Regions from separate parts of the Sus scrofa genome. Here region 1 is linked to region 2. Evidence: chromatin contacts called from public HiChIP or PLAC-seq data. All regions are on one chromosome and are shown on one strand. Each heading gives the region's core, a stretch centred on a gene start, on an enhancer-like site or on the middle of the called end of the contact. The rest is flanking DNA. Distances are from core to core; before and after follow the strand shown. Region 1 has its middle 26 kb from the start of ZEB2. Region 2 has its middle 180 kb from the start of ZEB2.

What was found. HiChIP or PLAC-seq counts read pairs in DNA pulled down with a chosen protein or histone mark.
Region 1: an H3K27ac HiChIP or PLAC-seq map of alveolar macrophages shows a contact between it and region 2. The contact joins two enhancer-like sites. A contact is called at or near these places in 1 of 47 Hi-C or Micro-C datasets (epiblast stem cells) and 1 of 2 datasets of contacts at active chromatin or transcription factors (alveolar macrophages).

Annotation. Positions count from the first base shown.
Region 1 is chr15:7,470,577-7,476,177 of Sscrofa11.1, reverse strand. No RefSeq gene overlaps it. Among named protein-coding and RNA genes, the nearest start is that of ZEB2, 26 kb to the left of the region's middle. Within about 2 kb of position 3,692, at least 2 of the 83 cell types and tissues checked have an H3K27ac peak or open chromatin away from gene starts, as enhancers often do. A contact at or near this core is called in alveolar macrophages, where this site is marked.
Region 2 is chr15:7,313,755-7,319,208 of Sscrofa11.1, reverse strand. No RefSeq gene overlaps it. Among named protein-coding and RNA genes, the nearest start is that of ZEB2, 180 kb to the left of the region's middle. Within about 2 kb of position 2,603, at least 5 of the 83 cell types and tissues checked have an H3K27ac peak or open chromatin away from gene starts, as enhancers often do. A contact at or near this core is called in alveolar macrophages, where this site is marked.

The DNA.
Region 1 (5,601 bases), core at 2,443-4,942, 160 kb before region 2:
TGAAATTGCCTAGTGAATGTCAATTCTTTGCCTCACTTTTTGAGGAATTGCCAAAATATTTTCCACAGCATATGTGTTATTTTATATTCCATAAGCAATGCATGATGGTTCCATTTTCTCCACTTGTCAACCACTTGTTATTTCCTGGTGTTGTTTTTGTTTGGTTGTAGCCATTCTTTTTGTCTGCTTTTTAAGGCCACACCTGTGGCATATGGAGGTTCCCAGGCTAGAGGTCTAATCGGAGCTACAGCTTCCAGCCTACACCACAGCCACAGCAATGCAACCTACACTACAGCTCATGGCAATGCCAGATCCTTAACCCACTGAGCGAGGCCAGGGGTCGAACCCACACCTCATGGTTCCTAGTCAGATTTGTTTCCGCAGCACCTCAGTGGGAACTCTGGTTGTAGCTATTCTGTGGGTGGCTGCTAAACTTTTCAAGAAAATGTTATGCTTTTCTCTTTTGTGCTCCCATGGACTGATTTACACCTCCCTTAATTATTTGTCACACATCCTAAATCTCTTTCTCTGCCCCCTTACTATCTTCTTGAAACTAGGATGGACAGTTTTATTCCTTTTGTATTTGTAGGGTGCAGTGTCCAGGCTCAGCGATGCTTGTAAATGAATGGATAAAGGAATGCAGGGAGTTTTGGGGACATTTAATTTTTCTTTTTTAGAAAATAGTGAGAATAAGGTGTTATGGTATTCGAAGAAACGAAACCAGAGGAAATATCTTGTTAATCAACCACCAAGCATAGGCTCTGGCTTCAAATTCAGCTCTCTCTCTCAATCCAAAGTCTGTGTTGATTTCACAATAACATGCCACAATAGAAAAAGATAATTAGAACCATAAAACTCTTCTTTGTCTTTTTTTTTTTTTTTGGTATTTTTTTCTAGGGCTGCACTCACAGCATATGGAGGTTGCCAGGCTAGGGGTCTAATCAGAGCTGTTGCTGCCAGCCTACACCACAGCCACAGCAATGTGGGATCCGTGCTGCATCTGCGACCTACACCACAGCTCATGGCTACACCAGATCCTTAACCCACCGAGCGAGGCCAGGGATTGAACCCACAACCTCATGGTTCCTGGTCAGATTCGTTAACTACTGAGCCAAAACGGGAACTCCAACTCTTCTTACTACTACTAATAAGACTACCTCCACTCATTGGATGCTTCCTGTGTGCCATATACCATGACAGCTATTTTGGAGATACTATCTAATTTAATCATTGTAAGAATCTAGTGAGTCAAACATTATTGCTTCAAACAAATTAAACAGTCACCAAAAAGTTAAGTAATTTGTCCAAGAACAAACAACTAATAAGTGATGAGCTCAAAATCAAGTCTAAGTGCACAGTTTTGGTACTTCTATCAAGGTAGGGAAATGCATTATAGATCTGCAAGTTTACCTGGTTATCTGACAGGATGGGAAGTCAGTCAGGTAACCAGGCAACCAGACTTCCTAACAATTTTCTCCAAGTACTTTTGGTTATCTTAATTGTCTCCAATAATGATTTGGGTGGTGATGATATCTGGTAAAATGGAAAAAGCACTCTATGACCCTAAAATGATGTTCAGTTTACTGTATTATTGTGTTTTTAAATCGTCTTTCCTATAATGTATGTCGGGTATACTACATCCGATTGACTTTTTTGAGATAGTAATACGTTGGTTATTCCTGCGTTTAACAAAGTGATCATCCATCCATCCACTCAACATTTATGCCATATAGTCTTTTTTTCCTTTTACTATATAGATTCTACCTTAGCACTATATGAAATAATGTTGAGTCCATGGTAAAGATAAGCAAGAAACATTACAACAAGTATAGAAGATTTAAAATATATATATATCCTGATTTTATACTGATTTATGTACTCTGATTTTAGCGTATCTTTCCAAGATTTATAGTAGGCTATTTAATATTAGAAACTGTCTACATGGCCATGTTTTGGGGGCAGGTATAAGCAGAAAAGAAAATGCATCATATGACTTTAAACTTCAAATAATTTTAATCAATGTATTTTCTCATTCTCAATATCCTGTTTTGATGTTTCACCCATTCATTTTGTGTCATGCTCTTCATGCCCTTTTCCAGGTTTTTTTTTTTTTTAATTCAATGGAGGACTGTGTTACCATTTGGCATACGTCTCCCTTGTCAGTGACATCTTGAAAATTAAAAAAAAATAATACCTCCCTCGCCTGCATCCACTCAGGTTGGCTGCCTGTAACTACCCTGTGTTTCAAAATATGTCACCTTATTAAATTCTGCAAATTGTTCTGAACATTGTCTCTATAAATGTTTTGGAAGGGCTTTACTGTCAGGTCAGCTTTCTAAGGGCTGGAAATATGTCAAACCTGGCAGCCTTACCTTTATTTAAGAGCCAAAATACAAATAAGTAGATTACAAAGCAATCAATCAATGCAGCATTGCAGGATGTTCCGGTTGGCATTGACCTCGAGGTTCGGCACCCTCATTTTACAGATGAGTAAGCTCAGCCGTAAACTCTGCAAGAGATGGGGTTTTGCCTTGACTCAGTTGCAGCTGGCTAGGTAACCTTGGACATGCTGCTGTGCCTCAGTTTCCTTATGTGAAAGAGAGGAGCTTTCCCTTTCTTAGGTAATCCCCAGACATTTTCCTGCTTGAAGTTTCCATGGTGCCAAGACAAATGTGATGTATTGTATTTGATATGTTTCTAGTCCTTAAAAAGCTTCTGACCTCACACAAAACATTCTTCTCATTTTTTATGGGATCTCCTTATATATTCTCGAAAAGTTGGGCACACTATCAATCCATAGTTATTGGCAAAATCATAACTTTTATCATCGAAAGAATAAACAAAGATCTTTTTCCCATTCAGAGCATTTCTTCACTTTTTTTCCCTCCCTGGTTTGTTGTTGTAGGGTTGCTTGGGGGTATTAGGTTACTGACCTTTGTTTTTCTTTCTACAAGAAGGTTTCACTAAAGTATTTGGGGGGGGGTGTTGTATAAGAAACAATGACTCTCACATGCGAGTAATTAAATGGATGTAATGTAAGAAAAAAAGCACACATTCGAATTTTCTTTCTGAAAAACTTGTAGAGCCTAATCTGAAGGATGTGTGCCAGAGTGCTCAGGTTTTTTTTTTTTTTTTTTTTTTTTTGAGAATATTTCCTTTTTTTCATTACATGAAAATCTCAGGGTGAGTTTGGTAGTTCTGCTAGGCTTGCACAGACCAATTTGGCAAGCTTGGCAAACGGTCTAATCTGATATTATGCATGCTTCAACTCAACTGTAAAAATCTATTTCATTCAGATATCACCTGCTATTCCTACGGCAGGTCTTTGGAATAGAGATCCTAAACGTGTCAAAAATATGTAATTTGTTTTGTGATCGAAATAAATAGAGACTGGGGTGACTTAACAAACTTTCTTTCATATGTGCTGACCAGCACATGCAGAATTCTCAAGTAGGTTATGTTAGCCTTCCCACTTTCAATGCCTTTATGGATGTGATGTTTATATATCCTAGATTTTCCAGGGCAACCCTGGGTTGTAAATATTCTGTCCTGTTTTTCCCACAAGCACAATCATAATTGTCAAGCTATGTGTCGTGAGTTTGGGTTTGCAAAATATGGACGCTGTATGTACATCAGAACCTGTTTTTTTGGCCTGATGCCTTATCCTATTGCTCTATCATGCCCTCCCCCATCCCACTTCCCATTCTCATCAAAGGCTTGTTTCTGTTTCAGTCTGCTTGCTCTCTCTGCCTAGTGTCTAGGGGGCAATGTGAAGAGTAAACTAATCTGTGCTAATGGGCAGGCGGGAGAAAATTCAGGGTCAGAGAAATCTACACATCTAGAGTGTTCTCTCTTCTCTCAGGTAGCAAAAATGGAACTTTGGACATAGTTCCTTGGCTTCATCTTTCTCTAAGTCAAAGCCGAGTTATGGTTGGTTTGTGGGTGCAGATTTCTTGGAGGAGGCAGGAGACTTTTCATTTCATGGCAAAGATGGCCTCCTCCCCTGTTAATATCTTGGGCCAGCTTTACATCCGTGCCCCAGATATGATTAGATCCCTTTAATGGAAAGAGAGGAATAAAAGGCCAGTATGCCAGCTTTACTCCTCTGTGCATGATTATTTCTTCTGGTATGTATACACTGCTCAAATGCTTTTTTACAAAGTTGGGAAGCAAAATTGTTTTATATCAATATTTGCTGAGACAGCAAGACCAATCTATGCCCCTCCACTGTTAAATCCCTGCCCCCACCCCACCCTGACTTAAAAATTTTTTCTTTAATGAGGAGGCTAAGTTTCATAATTGTAGAAAGATGTTGAGGATTATTTGAAACATTTTGTAGATTTCATGTTCATTGCCTGCCATTTTCCTTTTAGCCTAACCTTGTTATTTCTGTTTATTTTATGTGATTTTATAACGTAAACATATAAGAATTTCCACTAACTGTCCAAACAGCTTGCTTTTAAAACCTCTGCTTCACCACTTTCATTTGTATCACATTTATTTTCTTGTCTTGATTTGGTGCTTAACTGTGATAAATTTCACTTGAATCTCCTCTAACTGTTTAAAAAGTAACTCCTCATTCCTCTCTGTTAAGCAGTTTACCTTTCAGAAATTCAATCAGCATTTTTTTTTTTGGCAGTTTGTCTTCTTAAAAAGCAACACGAGTCCTTTGACTTTTCAGTGCTGAGAGCATTTGCTGAACCAGATGCTTTCAATATCACCTATTATTTTTAATCATACATGGTTAAGTCTCAAGATCAATCTCTTCAGTTTGTTGACTGTTTAGGAAACTAGAAGGGCAAGCAAGCACATGATGTCTTTAGAAACAGGATACACAGCATCATTATCATCCTAATCAATATCTGAGTAATTAAGCTGCCTTATTATCAAATCCAGGCTTTATTTACAGTCTATTTTCAGTTTGATGTTCCTGATCTTATATGTTTACATTCAGTTAACATTGTAGAGTCACCTGGGTTTAGGTTTTTTGTTAACTGAAATCTAATAATTAATTGTATTTAGCCAAGGACTTAGTATGTATCAGAATATTAACTTCTAAAATCTTAACAACAAATCTGAAAGATTGGTATTATTATTCCCATTATACAGATGGAAACATAAGTTTTGAGTGAGTAAACTATATTTTTTCAATCTCACAGCCAGTGAGGATGAGGCTTAAATTCAAACCAAAGTTTATCTGACTTAAAAACCCCCATTTCTAACCACTGTGCTGTAGTACTTCCTATTAACAATGGATAAAGGGGTCTGTTATGTAAATCAACACAGTCATTGGTGGTGGACTTCCTTCTTTTATACTGCAACATGCATATATGAAAGTTTTTAAGGTTAGCCTCATCTGGTTTTCTTTTTTTATCTGAAAAATACCAAAAGCACATCATATATTCATGAAATCATATAAAATAACAAGTGAAAAGACTTTCCCATCCTTCCAAGGTGTTGTACTACTTGGTGTGTGCACTTTCAGAGTTCTCCTAGGCATATCTAGACATGACTCTATAGATGTTTCCTTTTTAATTTTTAAGGTCTTATTTTGAGGTTTAGAACTAAAATTACTACATCTTATCACCTTCTGCTTGCATA
Region 2 (5,454 bases), core at 1,354-3,853:
TACCAAGAATTATAGAAGTGGTGGCTTAATGTTCTTCCTATCCACCATCTCCTCCCACCATCTCCCCATCTGGCAGCTAATCTATGACTTCTGCTATTCTTTCCACTCAATCTACCTAGCTTGCCTAGAGTTTCCTGCTTAAGGTTTGTTTGTGATTATTTCTAACTAAATCATTTTGCATTGACAACTTCACAATGACAACTAAGCTTCTAAAAACACTCAAGAGAGAAGGAAAGGGCTAGATCAAGAAATCAAGTATATTAAAATATGTAATAATATACTTTTTTCTAATTATTAATGGGCATGGGATATATTATCAACTAAACCTGGTCACATTGCCCCAGAATTGTTTTTATAATAAATTTAATTTAAAATTTTCTACTTATTTCCAATTTTTAATCTTAGATATATCCAGAGGATATATTCAGCCTAGTCCAAAAAACAATTATTAAGCCCTACTACATGCTAGACACTATGTTAAATGCTGAGTAACAAGCATGACAGAGGCATGGTACTTGCTTTTCAGGAGCTCTTGCTCTGGTCAGACATCAGTATGTAATCATAACAACTATCACAAAAGTTACCATATTTTATTTTCTTTATTCTTTTTTTTTTTTTTTTTTTTTAGGGCTGAACCTAAGGCATCTGGAAGTTCCCAGGCTAAGGGTCAAATCAAAGCTACAGCTGCTGGCCTACACCTCAGCCACAGCAACGTGGGACCCAAGCCACATCTTTGATCTACACCACAGTTCACAGCAGTGTCTGGTTGCTGACCCAATGAGCAAGGCCAGGCATTGAACCTGCATCCTCATCGATACTAGTTGGATTCATTTTCACTGTGCCACAATGGGAACTCCCTTTTTTTTTTTTTTTTTTTTAAGTCACCATGTTTTAGCTATCTTTCCTATGCTAGGTAGTTTCTTTGAGATTTTTGCATCCATTTAATTCTCACAGTATGCATGCAAGTCACATGTTTATTTTCCATATTCAACAGATGACAAAACTGAGATTCTAGTCACTTGCTCCAGTTTACCAAAAGTGGTAAATTAGGGTTTAATATATGGATGATCACATTCCATGACCTATTATTCCATTACCATTATGACATACCACTTTCTTGGACGAGAAAATCCACACCTTTAGAGCAGTGTGAAATGGGTTGATGTGCTCTCATGTCTGTGCAGACATCATTAATTAAAAATAAAATTTCTATGGAGTATTCTTATTGCATTTTTTTTTGTTGTCATTTAAGAAGAAAAAAAATAAATTATTTGAGTTGCTCCTAGAAAAACCAAGATGTGAAGATGAAATAATATTGTATAATTTTAGCAAGCATATAATATTTACAGAGAAGTCATGTTAGGGAGACTACATTTAATTCAGTGATATTTGTTACTATTCAAAATGTTTTGTATCTCCTTTTTTGAAATTATTTTTAGATTCATTTTTTATTCCTCACAAAGAGTTAATTTTATTATTTAATGATCAAAATTATTTTTATTAAAAAAAGGACTTGACCAATTTACCACTAGACTTGTCTCTGGATAAACTTCGGATATTTGGAGAGATCAAACCCACCTTTTAAAGAGGACGATTTGCCACATTTGAAATTCAAAGCGATATGAGAGATGTTTTTATTGCAATTCCACAGTCATGTCTTAAGCAATCGATAGAAGCAATGTACAGTTTTCCAAGGTCATTATTTGAAAGCAGACAATATTAACTTATTGCTATGAGCTGTTCTATTTTTAATGAATGGTTGATTTATAGTTACATATCATCCAGGTAAATTCATTGCAATAAAATCACAACTTGAAGAGTTCTCCTTAAGGTGAATGTGTTTCTTTTAGCTTCACCTCTCCTAGTCCTTGTCTGTGAAGAAGAGAATAGCCATTTCAGGCAGCACCTTCCCAAGGATCTAAATTCAATTTAAAAAAGAAACAAGGAGGCAGCAAGAGCATGACCAAGAGAGGGAAAGAGAGAGAGAGAAATCATCAAAATGAGGAAGTGATTCCTCTAGTTATCAGAAACAGGAGCTAAGGAACAATAGCTGAAATTCACCTCCCCATGGGGGAATGAATCATCAAAATAACCGGTGGAAAACAAGGTTGTGCAACCTTGACTGGCATGTGTCACCGGCTGGTGGAATTTTTAGAAAGGCAACAGTTTGGGTTCATCACTGCGGTTCGTGATTGCACACACCTGTTTGGGGTATGGATTTTGCAACCCCCCAAAAAGGGGAAACTGAACTCACTGCTCCTCCCGAGCTGTGCAAAAAAGCAGAAAACCACAGCTGCTCGAGCAGTTAACAGATATCAGTAAAATACCCATGTTACATAATTAAGGATAACGTTCTTGAAGCATATGGGCCGGAGGTATTATACTCTCATTAAAACTTTAGGTAGGAAACAATTTAGCACATTCTCACACATTTCCAGGGTTGGATTCTATAATAAATGTTTGTAATTAGGCATGCTCTAAACATTTTATTAAATAATACATGAAGAAAGTGGTTGATGAAATATAGACGGCTCTGCACTTCGTGTACAATGACACGGAGGCATCAAGAAGAGACATAAATGATTTCTTCTCATTGGCTTGATAACTAGTCACTCTGGGCAGCTTAAGTAAGACTGGGTGAGGTTTCATTCGTCAGAGTAGGCTGTCTGTAACCTTAAAGAAATAGGAATTGATGGCTCTGTTTTTTTTTTTTTTTTTCCCCCTTCTCTTTTAAAATAAGTTATATGTAGCCCAGTCTTCTTTGCACTGCTATTCCTATTCAAATAGAAAGAAGGGCTTTTGACAAGAGAAATGTAAAAATCTCAAGCATGTTATTCTGGCAAAAATAGAGATCCGTTTAATATGGGATAATAGGGATGGACAGAGCCAAACAAACAAACAAACAAACAACAACAAAAAACCCCAAAAAACACCCCTAGCTCAGCATTTAAAAAATTATACTTAGCCCCACAGGTGCTGTTATTTATAAGCTGGAGAGGAATAAGTGAGGGATATCTCTTGAGAATCTCCAGGGCAGGTGTTGGGTCCTTGGGGAAGTGGTAGGAAACATGCCCTTGAGATGATATTAGAAGCAGGAAAGAAATTCTTTCAGTTGTGCAGCCCCATTTGATATTCTAGCCAGGTGATTAAGGGTCAACAATTCTTATCTAAATGTAAGGGTGTGTGATCTATGGAAAATAAGCTTGGATGATCCCAGGATACTCTCAAGGGAAGAATGATGACTCTCTGAAGTCAGTCAGGTCAGCTAGGTATTTTGTTTTCTAATGCACACAAACAAGAAATCTAGTAACAGAATACACATGAAATTTGGAATGCCTTCTAGAACATACTTGGGGAAACTGGGCAAGGTTGACATAGCTTTTACTGATTTGCCTGCTTAGTAGGTAAATGGGGCTGCCAGTCTGGCAGTTTGCACTGGCAATAAATCACCACTAGACATTTTATTTAAAAATTGGCACTGTCTTGAGGGAGGTGAGGGATTGTCAATTTGCTTTTATTTGAGGCCAGGCATAATCATAACACACACGGGCCACCTGGAAACTTCAGCCCACATGGAGAAGCATGGCTCAGCTCTCTATGGCTGTATTTTTGCATGCTCGGAGAGCACAAGGCTAAATCAGAGTCTCAGGATCCTGACCAGAAAGATCCTGGATGACTGGCACAGCCTGGAGACATCCCTTTTGGAAACCAGTTTGATTTGAGTATTATGATGTAGGAAGGATATCATAGATTTGATGTCAGACAGAAAATGTGGTGGTTTAGTGTTTTACTGGTGGTAATGATGAGGGGGACCAGCAGAACCCATGGAGAAGAGACAACTAGTGCATGCCAAAAATCATTCCATTATTAAGGCATTATGTAGTTTTCTGTTTTATTCAGTTTGCAAGTTCACTTGTAAATTTCGTGATGAATGGAGTCAGAGTTTCAAACAAAAAAAGAGACTGAAGTCATGAATCATGCAACTACCATCCTCATGTGAGCAATGATAGGCATTCCTTCTTTAAAATTTTATTGGAAGAGAGGTGACTTACAAAGTTGTGTTAGTTTGGGGTATACAGCAAAGTGAATCAGTTATGCATACACATACATTCATTATTTTTCAGGTGGGTTTCTTTGAAAATCGTGTGATTAAAAGACTACAGAACGGAGAGTAGGAAAAGATCACCTTGGTCACGTCTGTCTCCTCTAAGGAAGTGGTGGAGGTGAATTCCCTTCCTTCTGTTTCCTAGTTCCCCGAATATTCTTCAAAGCTTAACAGCATCCCTGCACAGATTTTTCTGATTTAAGTATATTTAAGTATTTTGAAAATATGAAAGTTAAGTGTCAGGACAATTATATTACAAACTGATTTACAAATTACCAGTCTCTCTTCTCTGTTTACATATGATATTTATCAGTCTTAATTGTACTGCATATTTTGTAGCATGCAAACTATTAGAAAGGCTCTGGTTAAGATAGAGATATATTGACTTAACTTTGGTCTCATGAATAATTCAGTTTGTTCACTTTCTGGATACATCTAGTTTGCTATTGATGCTGCAAATATTTGAATTGGATTCAACTTGTCCATCAGAGAGAGACCCCCCCCCCCAACCCCTGGACTTCGCATATATAGTTTTTTTTTTTTTTTCACTTTTTAGGGCCTCATGAGCAGCACATAGAGATTCCCAGGCTAGGGACTGGATCAGAGCTGCAGCTGCCGGCCTACACCACAACCACAGCAATGCAGGATCTGAGTCATGTCTGCAAACTGCACCACAGCTCACGGCGTTGCCAGATTCTTAACCCACTGAGGCCAGGGATCGAACCTGCAACCTCATGGTTCCTAGTCGGATTTGTTTCTGCTGCGCCACGATGGGAAATCCCACATATGTAATTTTGATGACACTATCTACCAAAAAGATAAATATATACTTAGTTTCTGCTTGGTAAAGTCATCAAAAATGATTCAAAATGTCAAGAGCAAACAAGGAAACCACTCCAGTGATGTGTGGAAGCAATTGGCAGTTTTCCTGGTATTTGAGACATGGGAATACTTAGAGATTTGTGCATTAATTACACAGAAACAATCAAAGCATCAATATCTGACCTGATAGGATTTTTCTTTGTTTTAAAATATATAACATTATATCCTTTACTATTTTCAAAAGTTCTGTTAAAAGACAATGGGATATGTGTTTCTTAGGCCACAATGGCTTATAAGCTGCCTGCTAGTAAATGAAAACATTCATAAAATGCACAAGAAAAAGAAGAAAAATGAGAAAGCAGTCACTTTTATAAAAAAATCCCACAATTCTGCCAGTATTCAATGCCTGCATTAAATGTCATGCCAGCAAATCTTTACTCAAATAGATCAAGATGCAGCATATATAAGCCTAAGGAAGAAATAAAGTGTCAACATTTCTTGGGTAGCCTCCAAAATGAGGCAGGTAA